3 separate regions of the Mus musculus genome follow, and regions 1 and 2 are each linked to region 3. A link is a contact called in public HiChIP or PLAC-seq data. All regions are on one chromosome and are shown on one strand. The core of a region is the stretch at or near the end of the contact, and the rest is flanking DNA. Distances in the headings are between cores, read along the strand shown.

Region 1 (3,919 bases), core at 496-2,995, 340 kb after region 3:
ATGGAAGTTAGGAGTGGGAGGAGGTCAGGGGTTATGCGGAGAACACCCCTAGCCAGTTTGAATCTGAGCCACTCCAGCAGAGCTCCAGTTAGGGGCCTGGAGCTTGACAGAAGGGCAGGCAGGGAAGCAGGTCGGCAGGTAGCAAAGACTTGGAATCTGGGGTGAATGGTGCCCCGTGTCTTCTACAAACCCAAAGGACACCTGCCCCTGAGCATGTCACTGGGGAGAGTACAAGGACCAGGATCCCACACACCTGAGCCTGCATCTTCCACTGCTGCTCAGCTTAGCCCTGGAGCACAGGGTAGGGTCTGAGTAGTAAGAGGATGCCTCTTGGGAGTTGTGTGTGCTAGCAGGACTCCATGCAGACTCAGGAAGAGCCGGAAGAGCAGATAGGCCTGAGACCCCTGACTTCTCCGGTCCCCGCCCCTCCTCCCTTATGTGTGTGCGTGCTCAGCAGCTGCTAGATCCCTGCTTCTGCATGTGCCAGTTTGCCCTCGGCCCCACACTGCTCCCAGGAACCCCTGCCTCTGCATGTCTGGCCGAGCCCACATGTTATGATCCACCCCATGGAAGGGATGGCTTGTTCTCCGGGGGGTTGAGGGAGAGGGTGGGGAATACTTCTTGGTTAGTGGTCCCATCCCCAGGAAAGCTTGGTGGCCAGGCAAGACCAGGCATCAGGTCAGCGGGGCACGGTGGGTGACTCTTAGCTAGGTTTGCAGGCTTATGTGAGACTTTTGGAACAGGCTCACAACAGTTGGGCCTAAGAGTGTCCTGATGTAGGAGCCCAAGGCTATTCCCCATCCCAGAAGCCCAAAGGCCAAGTCTTTTGCCCCAGAGGCCTCTTACCAGGCTCCGAAATTCTTCAATATCCAGTCACTGCCTCTCTGCTTCCAAGCCAGAGCTAGCTAGCTCATGGCAAAGACCCAGTAAAAGGATGCCTCTGGGAAGGAGGCTAAATATAGCCAAAGACAAAGCATAGTGATGACCCCCCTTTCATCCCAGCACTTGGAAGTCTGAGGCAGGAGGATCTCAAATTCAAGACCAGACTGAACCATAGCATGACCCCCTTGCAATAAAAAAATAATTCATTATGCAAATAGGGACACTTGAAATTCCGAAGAATGCTCTTGTCAGGGCCGCTTATCCATGCACCTCCAGTCATTAGGCCTCATTCGGTCTTGCCCTATGATGTGTCTCCAGGACTCCTACAGATCTTAAGACTGGGGCACCAGAAAGCTCCCTTCTAGCCAGAGACCCCATTCCCTCCTGCCTCCTGCCTGCTGGTCGTAACCATGTGGTCCCCAGGCAGAAAACTCACAATGCTCTGTGGGCCAATCACCAGAGAGCCCGGGAAACTGGAGAGCATATAGCCAGACTCCAGGGGACAGCTACGAGAGGCCTGGGGGAGCCAAAAATCCAGATCGGTGGGCAACGTCCAAATTTAAAATTAGCAACTTTGTATTTAAAAACAAAACCACTTAGGCCCAACAAATTACTTTCATTGGCTATATTGGGTCATTTGCCACCCATCACCAACCTCCGCTGATGCCCCCCTGGAGAGTCCTGGGCCTTGCCCACAGTTTCCAGCCACTGTCTCTCTTCACTAACAGCCTGGGAGGGAGGCCAGAGGCAGTGACTAGACCTGGGTTTGGAGGACAGGCAGGGCCCACCTAGGGAAGTCCAGGGGCCAAGAATAGCCTCATCTCCCCACCCGCAGCAGCGGCCCCTTGGTAGGCCCTGGGCTGATCAGAGCTCACTCGCCCTGGGAGCTGAGACCTTCCTGCTTCCCGCAGGCCTGGTCCCGAGACACCACCCAGCCCCAGAAGCTGAGAAGCCATCCCTGAGAGGGGGGAAAAGGGCCCCTAATGCATCTTCTCCGACTCAGCGGGCAGCGAGGACTCACCCTGCAGCCGAACAGCCCCAGCTCCCTCCCGTCCTCCCCATTCCCGCTCGCCAAGGGGGTAAGAAAAGATGCCCTTCCGCTTCTCCCCATTGGCTCCAGCCGCTGCTCCTCTGGGCCGTGGGGTGAGGTCAGGGCGGGCAGGAGCGGGTGGGCAGCTCGGCAGGGCAGGGCAGGGCAGGGTGCCCGGTGAGTCCCAGGACAGATGCATTTCTGGCCCCGAGCGTAACATGCCCTCGGAACCGCACTTGCCCCCTAGGCCTGCGTGTGCTGGTGCCCTTCCCCCACCCCGCCCGTGTCTGTGCTTTGTACTCTTGTGCTGGGTTCTGCAACTTGACCCGCTTGTGTCCTATCGTCTCAGTGCATTTGGTTGTTGGGAGAAATAAAAACCATCTCGATTTTTTTCCTGATTGGATGATTCGGATGTATTTTCTTTTCTGTGCTCTTTTGTTATTTCCTCCTGGACCCTGTTCCTTTCTTTTCCTCCCCCTTCCCACACCTTTTCCCCACTTGTGAGTGGGCCTGGCTGGGTGGGCTTAAGCTTTTGAGTTGATATCTCTTCCCTCCCCTAACCCCCTCCTCTCCCTCACTCCTTTTTTATTTATTTATTTTTTGAGTTCCCCTCTGCTCCATTGCATTAACGGTGCTTTCTCTCCTCTCCCTCCTCATTTGGGGTGTGGCTTGCTTTTTTCCTATTGGTTGGCTTCATGTAGGGGCCTCTGTGAGTGTTGAATACTCTAAGCTCCTCAGGGTGGGTGGAAGGTCACCTTTCTTCCTCATCTCCTCAGAATAACTTCATCAACCTGAGCTTTCTCCGCCTCTTCCGTGCTGCCAGACTCATCAAACTCCTCCGCCAGGGTTACACCATCCGCATTCTCCTCTGGACTTTCGTGCAGTCCTTCAAGGTGAGACACAGCCGCCGCTACTGCTGCCGGCCCGTCCCGGGCCAGAACAGACCTCCTAGCTCCGGGTAAAATGGGGAAACCACACTGAAAGTGCTTCTGTAATCGTCTGATGTCTACACCCAGCGTCTACAGAGCTCTGAAGGCCCTGTCCCGAAGCCCTGTAGCCTGGGGCACGTGATCACCTGACCCAGTTCAGAAGGCTCTGGGCAAGTCGCGTGGCGCCCTTTCTCACTGCCTTCCTTCCCTCCAGGCCCTACCTTATGTCTGTCTGCTGATCGCCATGCTCTTCTTCATCTACGCCATCATCGGGATGCAGGTGACCCCGCACCCGTGGGTACCAGGGCTGCGGGAGGGATCCTGCGTCAAAGGGAGCCAGGGTGGCTGTGACTGCCCTCATGGTCACCCTCCAACTCCGCAGGTGTTTGGCAACATCGGCATTGACGGGGAAGACGAGGACAGCGACGAGGATGAATTCCAAATCACGGAGCACAATAACTTCCGGACCTTCTTCCAAGCGCTCATGCTTCTCTTCCGGTGAGGGGCGTGGGGGAATTGTCCTTCCGTTTAGGTTGGGTTCAGACCTGTCTTCATTCTGTGTGTTCATTACTCTTCTGCCTGAGAATATGATCCCTCTGACTCTCCAGTTGGGGTGAAGTTAAGTACTGCCCAAATCTCCGTCCCTTCTTCCCAGCAGTGCTTTCTTTAGGACAAGGATCTGGGACAGAGTACAAGCTTAGAAGGAATGTCACTGGTGTTACCTAGTTGAATCCTCCTGATCAGCTTTTGAGATGGGAGTCCTTCTGAGACCATCTTACATATGCTAGAAACAAAGAATAATCCCTGACCCGCAAAGGACACACTAACAAAACAAGACAGTTCTTTTCATAAAAAGCACGCAATAAGACTCAAATGATTTAGCCAAGGTAGCTTCTCTCTTTTATCCCTGACATAGATATTGACTGTATTTCATACCATTGGTGGCAGCCACTTCAAAAGCTGATGTGATTAGCCAGTTGGTGCAAGGGGACAAGGAAAAATCAGAAAACATAAGCTCTTGCTGGGCTAACTACTTTTAATAGAAGGGGGGAAAGTGTGTCTTATAATCCCCACTCTG
Region 2 (4,452 bases), core at 75-2,574, 380 kb after region 3:
AGGCTGGGTGGTTCAGGCAGAAAGGGTTCTCCCATACAGAGGCTCCAGACTCACCCTACCCCACCCTCTGCCTGACAGTCTGTGGAGATGCGAGAAATGGGTACTGATGGCTACTCAGACAGCGAACACTACCTCCCCATGGAAGGCCAGACCAGGGCCGCCTCCATGCCCCGCCTCCCAGCAGAGAACCAGGTGAGAGCTTGCAGGATTCTGGGCTGCCCCACACAAGTTACTGAGGATCTTATACCTCTCCCTTGGGGACCCCAGCCTGGGTGGGACCATCTGTAGCTTCGTGGGTGGGTTAGGGTGGAGACCACCCTTTCCTGACTCCTTCAGAGCCTGGTCCTCCTAACCGCTCTCTGACAAAAGCCAGAGAGAGATGGAGCACCTTGAGGCACATGGTAGTCAGTGCCAAATGGCTTCTGTCTGCCCTATTTGAGAGCACAAAGGGGCGGAGTGGGCTCGGAAGGGGTGGGTCCAGCTCTGGTGAGAGATGCCTTTGGGAATGCCTGCTTCAGCAGCATGAGGCGTCTCACACACCCAGGAGGCTGAGGAAAGAGGAATTCCAGGGCAGCTTAGGCTATAGACCTGGATCACCTCTCAAACAAGCAACACGACTTACATCTATAATCCTGCCACTTGGAAAGTGGAAACAGGAAGATTGGGAGTTCACAGTCAGACACTGCTCTATAGCTAGTTCGAGGCCAGCCTCTCACTGTGTGAGATCCTGACTCAAAACAAAACTAAAGAATCCTGACTAGTAGCTAGAGAAGTGGCTCACTGGGTAAGAGCATGCGCTGCTCTTGCAGAAGACCTGACTGAATTCCAGCACATGCCGGTTCACAGCCTCCTGTAACCAGAGCTCCAGGGACCCAGTGCCCTCTCCTCGCCTTCTCAAGCACCTACACACAGGTGCACAAACTCACACACATGTACACAAATAATAAACTAATTAAAAAAAAAAAAGAAAACTAGAATCCTAACTCCACAGCTGGAGAGTGGAGCTCATGGTATCCCCCTGCTTAGCATGGGCGGACCTGGTGCACTTCACACACATACCACTTACATGCAATACATACATACATGCACATGCATCCGTGTGTTCCCAGTGTTAACAGGCATGTCCGTGTGCACGCACATGGCCTGCTGCCTTCAGGAATAGAGCATGTCTGAAGAATCACAAAGCAGAGTCTGGGTGTTCCTGGGATGGCTGTCACATGTCTGGGAGGGTTGGGGGGTTGGGTGTGTACATGGTATGTGTGTCTCAGTGTGGCTGCTTCTCTTAGCTACTCCAGCCCCTTATAGGGAAGGCAAGATCCCCATGGGGACAGAGAAACAAGCATGCCTGGCTACTGCGCAATCGCAATGCAATCGGGAATGGGGATAAAGCCCAGGCTGCTACTGAGGACAAGAAGAAAGGGCAGGAGGAGGGGGGCAGCGGGAGGGGGCAGGCATGTCTGGCTGGGGCAGCTTGCCCTGCATTATGTAGCAGATTCGCTGTGTCTGGCTGGGTCATCATGGCCCAAGGGCCTGGCCTCTGGCTGTTGTGACCTTGGGGTGCATGTAGCTGCCCCATCCCTTCTGTCAGGCCTGGCCTGCTGGTCCCAAAACAGAGATGAGCCAAGCTGGGCTGAAGGCCACCTGGAAGCTTTGAGCTGAAGCTGGGGCGAGGCGGGGGAGGGGTGCTGGGCCGCAGTGCATCGCATGAAATGGGCCAGGAGCCTGTGGCCTTGCTGTCCCATCTGTCAGTCTCGTGTCTCTGCCATCTGTCTGTCTCCTGTCTCTTCTGTGCCTGTTGTGGGGGACAGCCAGCGGGGTCCTGGAGCACCCCCTCATCCGACACCACTGACACCGAGTTTTAACCTCTCTACCCTCCACCTCCTGCATGGACCACCCACTCACCATCCTTTCTGCCTTTTATATTTATTTCCTTCTTTCTGTTTTTTCTGTGTGCGCCATCCTGTGGGGCTGGGACAGAGGAGAAGGGGCCGGCCACGTGGAAATGACCTCAGTGTATGTACCGCGCCCGGCCAGCTCGGCTCCAGCCCCTCTCCCTCCCTGCCCTGTCTGTGACAGCTCCCACCATCTCCCACTACCCTCCACCCTACCCTTTCGTTCCAGATCCCACCCTAGCCCCACCTTGTGTGTTGGAGGAGCCCCTTCCTTGTGTGTTGTGTCCTGTGTGTGCAAGGGGCCACACGGCACCCCACATCGTCTTCAGAGCCTCCAAGAGGCCGACCTGCCCACCCTGCCCATTTCTTGCGGGTCTGTTCCTCCAGTTCAACCAGTGACCACTGGCCTACTGCCTCAGGTCCCTTAGCTCCTGCCTTGGGCTGGGTCCTGCACATCAGAGTTGGAGCAGGCCTGGTCCAGTTGGCCCTGTCTTCCTTCTTCTGCCTGCTACAGAGAGACCTGAAGACTGTCCATGGCAGAGCAAGAGCAAGGATTCTGGGACAGTAAATGCAGACTCAGAATGGTCTCCAGCACCTCCACTGCTAGGGCAGGCCAAGCTGGGCCTGAGGGATAGGGACCAGAGGTGGGGATGGGCGTGAGGGGCAAGAGAGTTGGGCCAAGGAGAAGCAGGGCTCCCAGGTCTGCACTCTGCAAACTGAGTATGCTTCTTGTCAGTCAGCCAGCCTGAACACCAGGGCCTCCTGGAGAGCAGGGCGAGGGGTTAGCCAGGGCCTTCTGGCCAAAGTCCAGCACATACCCTAAGAAGCCACAACATTCCTGTCACTGGACTCAAGTATCCGTAGGGCTCCACCCCTGCAGCCAGCAAGCCAGACACTCAAACCCACCACTGCACCTCTGGACATAATCCCTGGATGCTCACACACTCTGATTCTGTCACCAGTCAGCCAGGTGGGCTGCAGGGCTGGAAGGAGCAGGCCATGAAAATGCTGGCCATTAACTCTGCCCACGCCTGTGCCCCTCCCCCAGACCATCTCTGATACCAGCCCCATGAAGCGCTCAGCCTCTGTGCTGGGACCCAAAGCCCGGCGACTGGATGACTACTCACTAGAGCGGGTACCGCCTGAGGAGAACCAACGGTACCACCAACGTCGCCGGGACCGTGGCCACCGCACCTCTGAGCGCTCTCTGGGCCGATACACTGATGTGGACACAGGTAGGCTACCACAGGACCCAGAACAGATCCATAAAGAAATAGAAGGAGGGGGAGGGGGATGCCAAAAAAGGGAGAAGCTGGGAGAGAGAGGGTTAGGACCTGGAGTTGGAGGCCAACCAGGATACATAGTAAGACCCAGATTCAAAAAGAAAGGAGCTGGGCATGGTGACGCACGCACTCAGGAGGCAGAGTTAGGGGGATCTCTGAGTTCAAGGGCAGCCCAGTCTATGGAGCAAGTTCCAGGAAAGCTGGAGCTACACAGAGAAACCCTGTCTTGAAAAAAAGGGGGGGCTGGAGAGATGGCTCATCAAGTTAAGAGCACTGGATATTCTCCCACAGGTCCTGAGTTCAAGTCTCAGCAACCACATGGGAGCTCACAACCATCAGTAATGGGATTCAATGCCCTCTCTGGAATGCACCATACATACACACAGATACATACAGACCACTCATAAATACATAAAAATTAAAAGAAAAACCAGGAAGAGAGGAAGGGAAGAAGGGAGGGAAGCAAGCAGGTTGGGTGCAAGTGGGTGATGTCTCTGGGGCCTGACTTAGGATCACCAGCTCCATGGACAAAGCCAGCTATGGCAGTGCATATCTGAGAAAGCAGAAACAGGTGGGTCCCTGACCTAGCTCACAGGCTAACTAGCCTAAGCCCCTCAGTGACTTCCAGGCTAGTGTGAGGAGCTGTCTTTGAACAAAATAAGGTAGAGCCTGGAAAGGCTCAAAAGGTAGGGCAAGCACCACCTAAGCAGAGGACCTGAGTTTGTAAGAGCCACAGACGGTGGAGTAATGCACATCTGTGATCCCAGCCCAGGCGAGATGGGAGATGGGGACAGGAGAGTCCCCAGTAGCCCTGGGACCAGGTAGCATGGCAGATAAAGCAGGTAACAAGAGACCCTGTCTCAAACAAGGTAAAAGATACGTGTCAACACCCGATAGTCCCAAACCCCATATGCACCTTGTGACATTTGCACCCACACTCATGTACCCACATCATACACACCAAAAATAAGTAAACAAAAGACTTACTTAGTTTGAGACAAGATCTCACTAAGTGCTCCTTGGCCTGGAACTCACAGAGGTTCTCCTGCCTTTAGCTCTGGAATGCTAGAATTAAAGGCAAGCCTCGGCTGTTGATTTGGTTAGGGATTTTTGTTGGTTGTCCCCCACCCCCACCCCCCACCCCCAGACAGGGTTTTTCTGTGTAGCCCTGGCTGTCCTGGAACTCACTCTGTAGACCAGGCTGGCCTCAAACTCAGAGGATCTGCCTGCCTTTGCTTCCCTAGTGCTGGGATTTAAGGTGTGTGGCACCATGGCCA
Region 3 (4,179 bases), core at 81-2,580:
TATGTACATGTGTGTCTCTATGCATGTAAGGGCATGTGCTCGTGGAGGCCAGAAGAGGGTGCTGCAGGTAGTTACTGTGGGTGCTGAGAACTTAATAGGTCTTTGCAAGAGGGGTCCATACTTTTAAGCTGCTGAGCCAGCCCTAGCTAAGCAAGTACTCTTGCCACTGAACTACACCCCCAGCTCCAGTTGCTTTGCCTTGCATCCCATAACATGTCCCATGCCCTAACAATTGAAGGTGCCTCCTCACCTAACGCTGTACCATAGCCAGCAGTGGCCAGAGCACCCGTGTTACAGTGGGTCAGCACGGTCACCTTGCCACCCCTGGGGTTGGTCTGCTCTAGGAGATGGCGGGCTCCCAAGTCCCCGATGCTCCGGTTGTCTTTGAGGTCCTTCTCCAACATATCCTCGGCGAAGCGGATCACTCTGGGGACAGAAGAAGCTCTTAGCACTGTTGGAAGGGAGCTGGCTAACTTTGAAGGGGCCGCCCTTTAAAGGTGAGGTGGGGTTCTGAGAGCCTGAGGACACTTCCACTCTGATCACTAATATAAGTGAGCCAGGAGCTGGGGCTGACGCACAGCAGTAAACAGGAGGAAACCCTTTACCTCTGTGATGATGACGTCATGGTGGGAGAGGCAGTTGATGAACAGGAAGGGGCAGAATCAGGGACAAGGTGTTTTTACAGAAGGGGAGGGGAAGGAGCAGGAACCTGGAGATGAAGTTCTAACTCCAGTGCTTTAATGCTCTAGACTCTAGTCTCAGCCACAGGCAGGAGCCGTACCGGTGCAACAGAAAAGCAGTAAGAACCAAGTGGCTGGACCGGAAGTGGGATGGGAAAGAAAATGGTAGAGAGGAAAGCTGGGCAGAGCACACAAGACTGGTCCAGGATCCCGTACCTTTCCCGCACGGTCTCTTCAGTGGCACCCTCTCGTTCCGCCTCCTGGGCTGCCACTTGACCCAGATCGCGGGCGGCGCGGGCCATGTTGACAGCGGTGGGCCGGGCGGCGACTAAGAGGCGCAGCTGGTCTCGCACGAAGGCCACCAGAGCAGCGAGTCCGGGACCGCCGGCGCCGGCCCGCAGCTCCACGGCCAGGCTGAGGCAGCCGACCAGCGCGATGGCCGGGGCTCCGCGCACCTTCATGGCGCGGATGGCTTCACTAGCCTGCTGCACGGAGCTCAGTGCCTCATAGTGGCAGTGCTCTGGCAGCTGCAGCTGGTCGAGGATCTGCAGCGAGCCGGGCGAGTAGCGGATCGCTTCCAGTGTCATGTTGCCTACCCTGCAGGGCCACGAGGAATCCTGCACAGGCTGCGGGGCGGAGTTGCGTCCTGCCGCGTGCGCATGCGCACGCGCTCCTAGGTTATCGGGCGATTAGCGTCTTCCAGAGTGGCTGTAACTTCTCCCAAGGCCGAGTTCTAGCTCCAAGATGCTTGGTGATGGGGCTATTTTTTTGCCGGAAATCGTCCATCCGTTACTGAAGCGATGACTTGGAACTCTCAGCTCTGCCTATCCACGGCTCACAGACACCCAGCGCTTAATCAGCGTGTCAAACGACCTTCCGTGGGACTACTTTTGTCTCCATTTTTTTAAAAAAAAGCAAGCACCATGAGGGACGTTTATTCTCAGGGCCTGAAGAGATTGCTCAATGGTTAGGCGTGCATTCTGCTCTTGTAGAGGACCAAAGGCTTCACGACTGCCGCTAGTTTTAAAGGATTCAAGGCCCTCTTTCAAACCTCAGTGAGACAACATACTCACAACATGCAAACACACAAAAATAAACCTCAGATTTTAATTCCAGCATTCAGGAGGTAGAGATATATTTGTGAATCTGGCTCCACAATAGTTACAGAACGAGTTCCAGGACAGCCAGGGATACATGAGAAACCCTATTTTAAAGCTGGACCACACCTTGTCTCTATTGCTGGGGTGCCAGGATGACGGTTGTCTGCCCACTATGCCTGGCTGGATTAGGGTGTTTTTGAGGTTGTTTCACAAACATCCCTACTGGCTGGCCACTATGAGTGACCCACACCAGCCCATGACATGGAGTTTGGATGTTCTTCCTGCCTGCCGTTAGCTTTATTTCTCTGGCTCCAGCAGCCTGGCCCTCTTTCAACCTTCCTTATGTAGTCCTTGACACCTCATAAGGGGACGTCACCCCAGGCCGTGGCCAATCTTGGTCAGTATCTCAAACCCTTCATCGGGCTTTGTGGGGCCACACTGCCGTCACAACGATGCAGCAGCATCTGCTTAGTTGGCTGGAAGTGAGGGCAGGGCAGCTACTAGATGAGTTTAGAAACAAGGCAGGGACAAAGAACAGCACTTTAATGCTCAGGTATCAGGGTTACATCAAGGCACAGGCATTCTCACCAAAACCAAATAAATAATAATCTGTATAGGAAGGTAGGTCTGTATCTGGGCTGGCAGCAATGTGCCAGTCCCTAAGGTCTGGACGCGTCATGGCTTCTGGTCCTGGAATTCTGACTCCCTTACTCGCTCTCTGAGTCAGAGTAGTCAGCCACCAGGGAGGCATTGGGGGTGTTGGGGTTCAGCAGGTCCTCCTGGGAGGAACCTAGGGGGAAGGCCTGATCACTACAGTTTCTCTTGGATTCTGATGTCTTGCTGGTCCTGGATGCTTCTGCTGCCTCTTCAAGTGTCTTGCTACCCTGGGTGGTTCCTGGTGGCCTTCTTTGTTCTTCTGACAAGGAGTTGTCTGCTGCACACTGAGGACTTTCTGGAACGTCTCGAGACTTTCTCCTCACTATGCCCAGGTCCCCCACCGTGCCTGTGCTGCTGGGGGGTGGTCTGCGGCCCTGGCACAGCTTCTTCAGGACGCTGCTAGCTTTGCTGCTGCTAGCACTGGGTCCCTGGGCTGAGGGGAACCAAGAGCGGTGGATGATCTCTGTCCGCTTCATTCGCTGCTTGTCCTCATAAGCTGTAGGGAAAAGGGAGCATTGGACAAGGGCCAGAAGTTCAGGGGCAGAGTGGGCACAGAGCACACACCCCTAGTCTTGAGCTTTCTTCCCACCAGTTTAAATAACAGGGGCTCTAGGGACCAAGTGCCTCCAAACCCTACAACCTTTGCTTCCCAAGGACCTCCCAGTCGGGAGCTGGCACTCACAGTCCAGGGTGTGCAACCTTAGCAGGGCAGCCAGCCTGCGGTCATCCTCAGACTCTGGCACAAGAGGGATGGCTAGGCTGGCTTTTGCCTGCAGTGCCTGGTCCTTCTCTTCCTCCTCCTGCATGGCTTTCTTCTTCTCCTGTGGGTGGGTGTGGCACACAGGCAGGGACATCAGAACCCTCCATCCTGAAACCCATAGGTCTCAGTCCAGCCACTGGGTCTGCTTCTGCCTGACTGAAGCAAGGGAAGGGCCCACACAGAACCTGTGATACAAACGTGGCCCCCGTGTGTAGGCTCTCTGAATGTCAGTGTCCTGGATTCATGACAAAAAGATGGACACGTGCCACAACACTACACTTTGATCAGTGATGGGCTGCAGGTGTGACCTACTAGATAAATCATATAAAATCTGATAAAAAAGGTGTGCTGGCCCATGCCTGTGATCCCAGGCAGGGATGAGAATTTAAGGCAATACTTAAGCCTGAAGCATATTGACGATTCTGGGGCCCTAGAATTTTTCCTACTGTTTTATTTGGGGGATGGGAGGGCAAGGTCTCCCTTGGTAACTGAGACAGACCTGGAACTTGAAGTAGTTCCCCTGCCTCAGCTTCCTGAGTGTTGTGGTTAGAAGCATGAACCTCCAGGCCCAGCTTTCTGGTTTTGAGGTTAGTCTCCAACTCCTGGGCTTGGGTGATTTTCCCATTCCAGTCCCCTGAGTAGCTGGAACCACAGGTAGACACCATTGAAACTGGCTCCCTGCTTCTGTCGAAACTTAGCTCCCTCTGTGACAGCTGACAACATGAAGCTTTGGAGAGGCAACTTTGTGAGGGCTCTTTCTGTTTAAGGGGACTTACACAGGAGTGCACAGGGAGCGTGTGTTCCATCTGCCCCTTGATCCAGCAGGAAGCTTAAGGAATGAGATTGGGCGCTCTGTACATGGTCAGTCTGTAGGTGGCTCACTGCTAGATTTCCAGCTTGCACAGAAGTGCATAATATAATTCTAGAATACATTTCCCAGTCTGCGGTATGTTTGCTATAGCATCAGGGAAAGATCTAGGCA

The links. HiChIP or PLAC-seq counts read pairs in DNA pulled down with a chosen protein or histone mark.
Region 1: a contact with region 3 is called in an H3K27ac HiChIP or PLAC-seq map of embryonic stem cells, with 3 times the contacts expected there. The contact joins the enhancer-like site here to the promoter of Mri1 in region 3. A contact is called at or near these places in 7 of 39 promoter capture datasets (the 3T3-L1 cell line, cranial neural crest, frontonasal cranial neural crest and 4 more), 1 of 15 datasets of contacts at CTCF or cohesin (the NIH/3T3 cell line), 12 of 115 datasets of contacts at active chromatin or transcription factors (bone marrow-derived macrophages, craniofacial prominence, embryonic forebrain and 4 more) and 1 of 9 other capture datasets (pancreatic islet).
Region 2: an H3K4me3 HiChIP or PLAC-seq map of forebrain shows a contact between it and region 3, with 3 times the contacts expected there. The contact joins the enhancer-like site here to the promoter of Mri1 in region 3. A contact is called at or near these places in 6 of 39 promoter capture datasets (the C10 cell line, cranial neural crest, frontonasal cranial neural crest and 2 more), 1 of 484 Hi-C or Micro-C datasets (embryonic stem cells), 17 of 115 datasets of contacts at active chromatin or transcription factors (astrocytes, bone marrow-derived macrophages, differentiating embryonic stem cells and 9 more) and 1 of 9 other capture datasets (pancreatic islet).

The regions. Positions count from the first base shown.
Region 1 is chr8:84,598,701-84,602,619 of GRCm38.p6, forward strand. Cacna1a (calcium channel, voltage-dependent, P/Q type, alpha 1A subunit) reads left to right here. Exons shown (of 47, transcript NM_007578.3): 32 at 2,689-2,805; 33 at 3,056-3,121; 34 at 3,224-3,339. Among named protein-coding and RNA genes, the nearest start is that of Gm32854, 12 kb to the left of the region's middle. Within about 2 kb of position 1,746, at least 73 of the 459 cell types and tissues checked have an H3K27ac peak or open chromatin away from gene starts, as enhancers often do. A contact at or near this core is called in embryonic forebrain, embryonic stem cells and forebrain, where this site is marked.
Region 2 is chr8:84,633,572-84,638,023 of GRCm38.p6, forward strand. Cacna1a (calcium channel, voltage-dependent, P/Q type, alpha 1A subunit) reads left to right here. Exons shown (of 47, transcript NM_007578.3): 43 at 79-192; 44 at 1,978-2,013; 45 at 2,941-3,127. It overlaps Gm39212 (a long non-coding RNA gene), which reads right to left. Exons shown (of 3, transcript XR_003947427.1): 2 at 1-4,240. Among named protein-coding and RNA genes, the nearest start is that of Gm39212, 2.8 kb to the right of the region's middle. Within about 2 kb of position 1,325, at least 62 of the 459 cell types and tissues checked have an H3K27ac peak or open chromatin away from gene starts, as enhancers often do. A contact at or near this core is called in differentiating embryonic stem cells, embryonic stem cells and forebrain, where this site is marked.
Region 3 is chr8:84,255,994-84,260,172 of GRCm38.p6, forward strand. It overlaps Mri1 (methylthioribose-1-phosphate isomerase 1), which reads right to left and starts at 1,331. Exons shown (of 5, transcript NM_026423.4): 1 at 897-1,331; 2 at 251-426. The coding sequence starts at 1,267. It overlaps Ccdc130 (coiled-coil domain containing 130), which reads right to left. Exons shown (of 10, transcript NM_026350.3): 9 at 3,120-3,258; 10 at 1,774-2,933. The coding sequence ends at 2,488.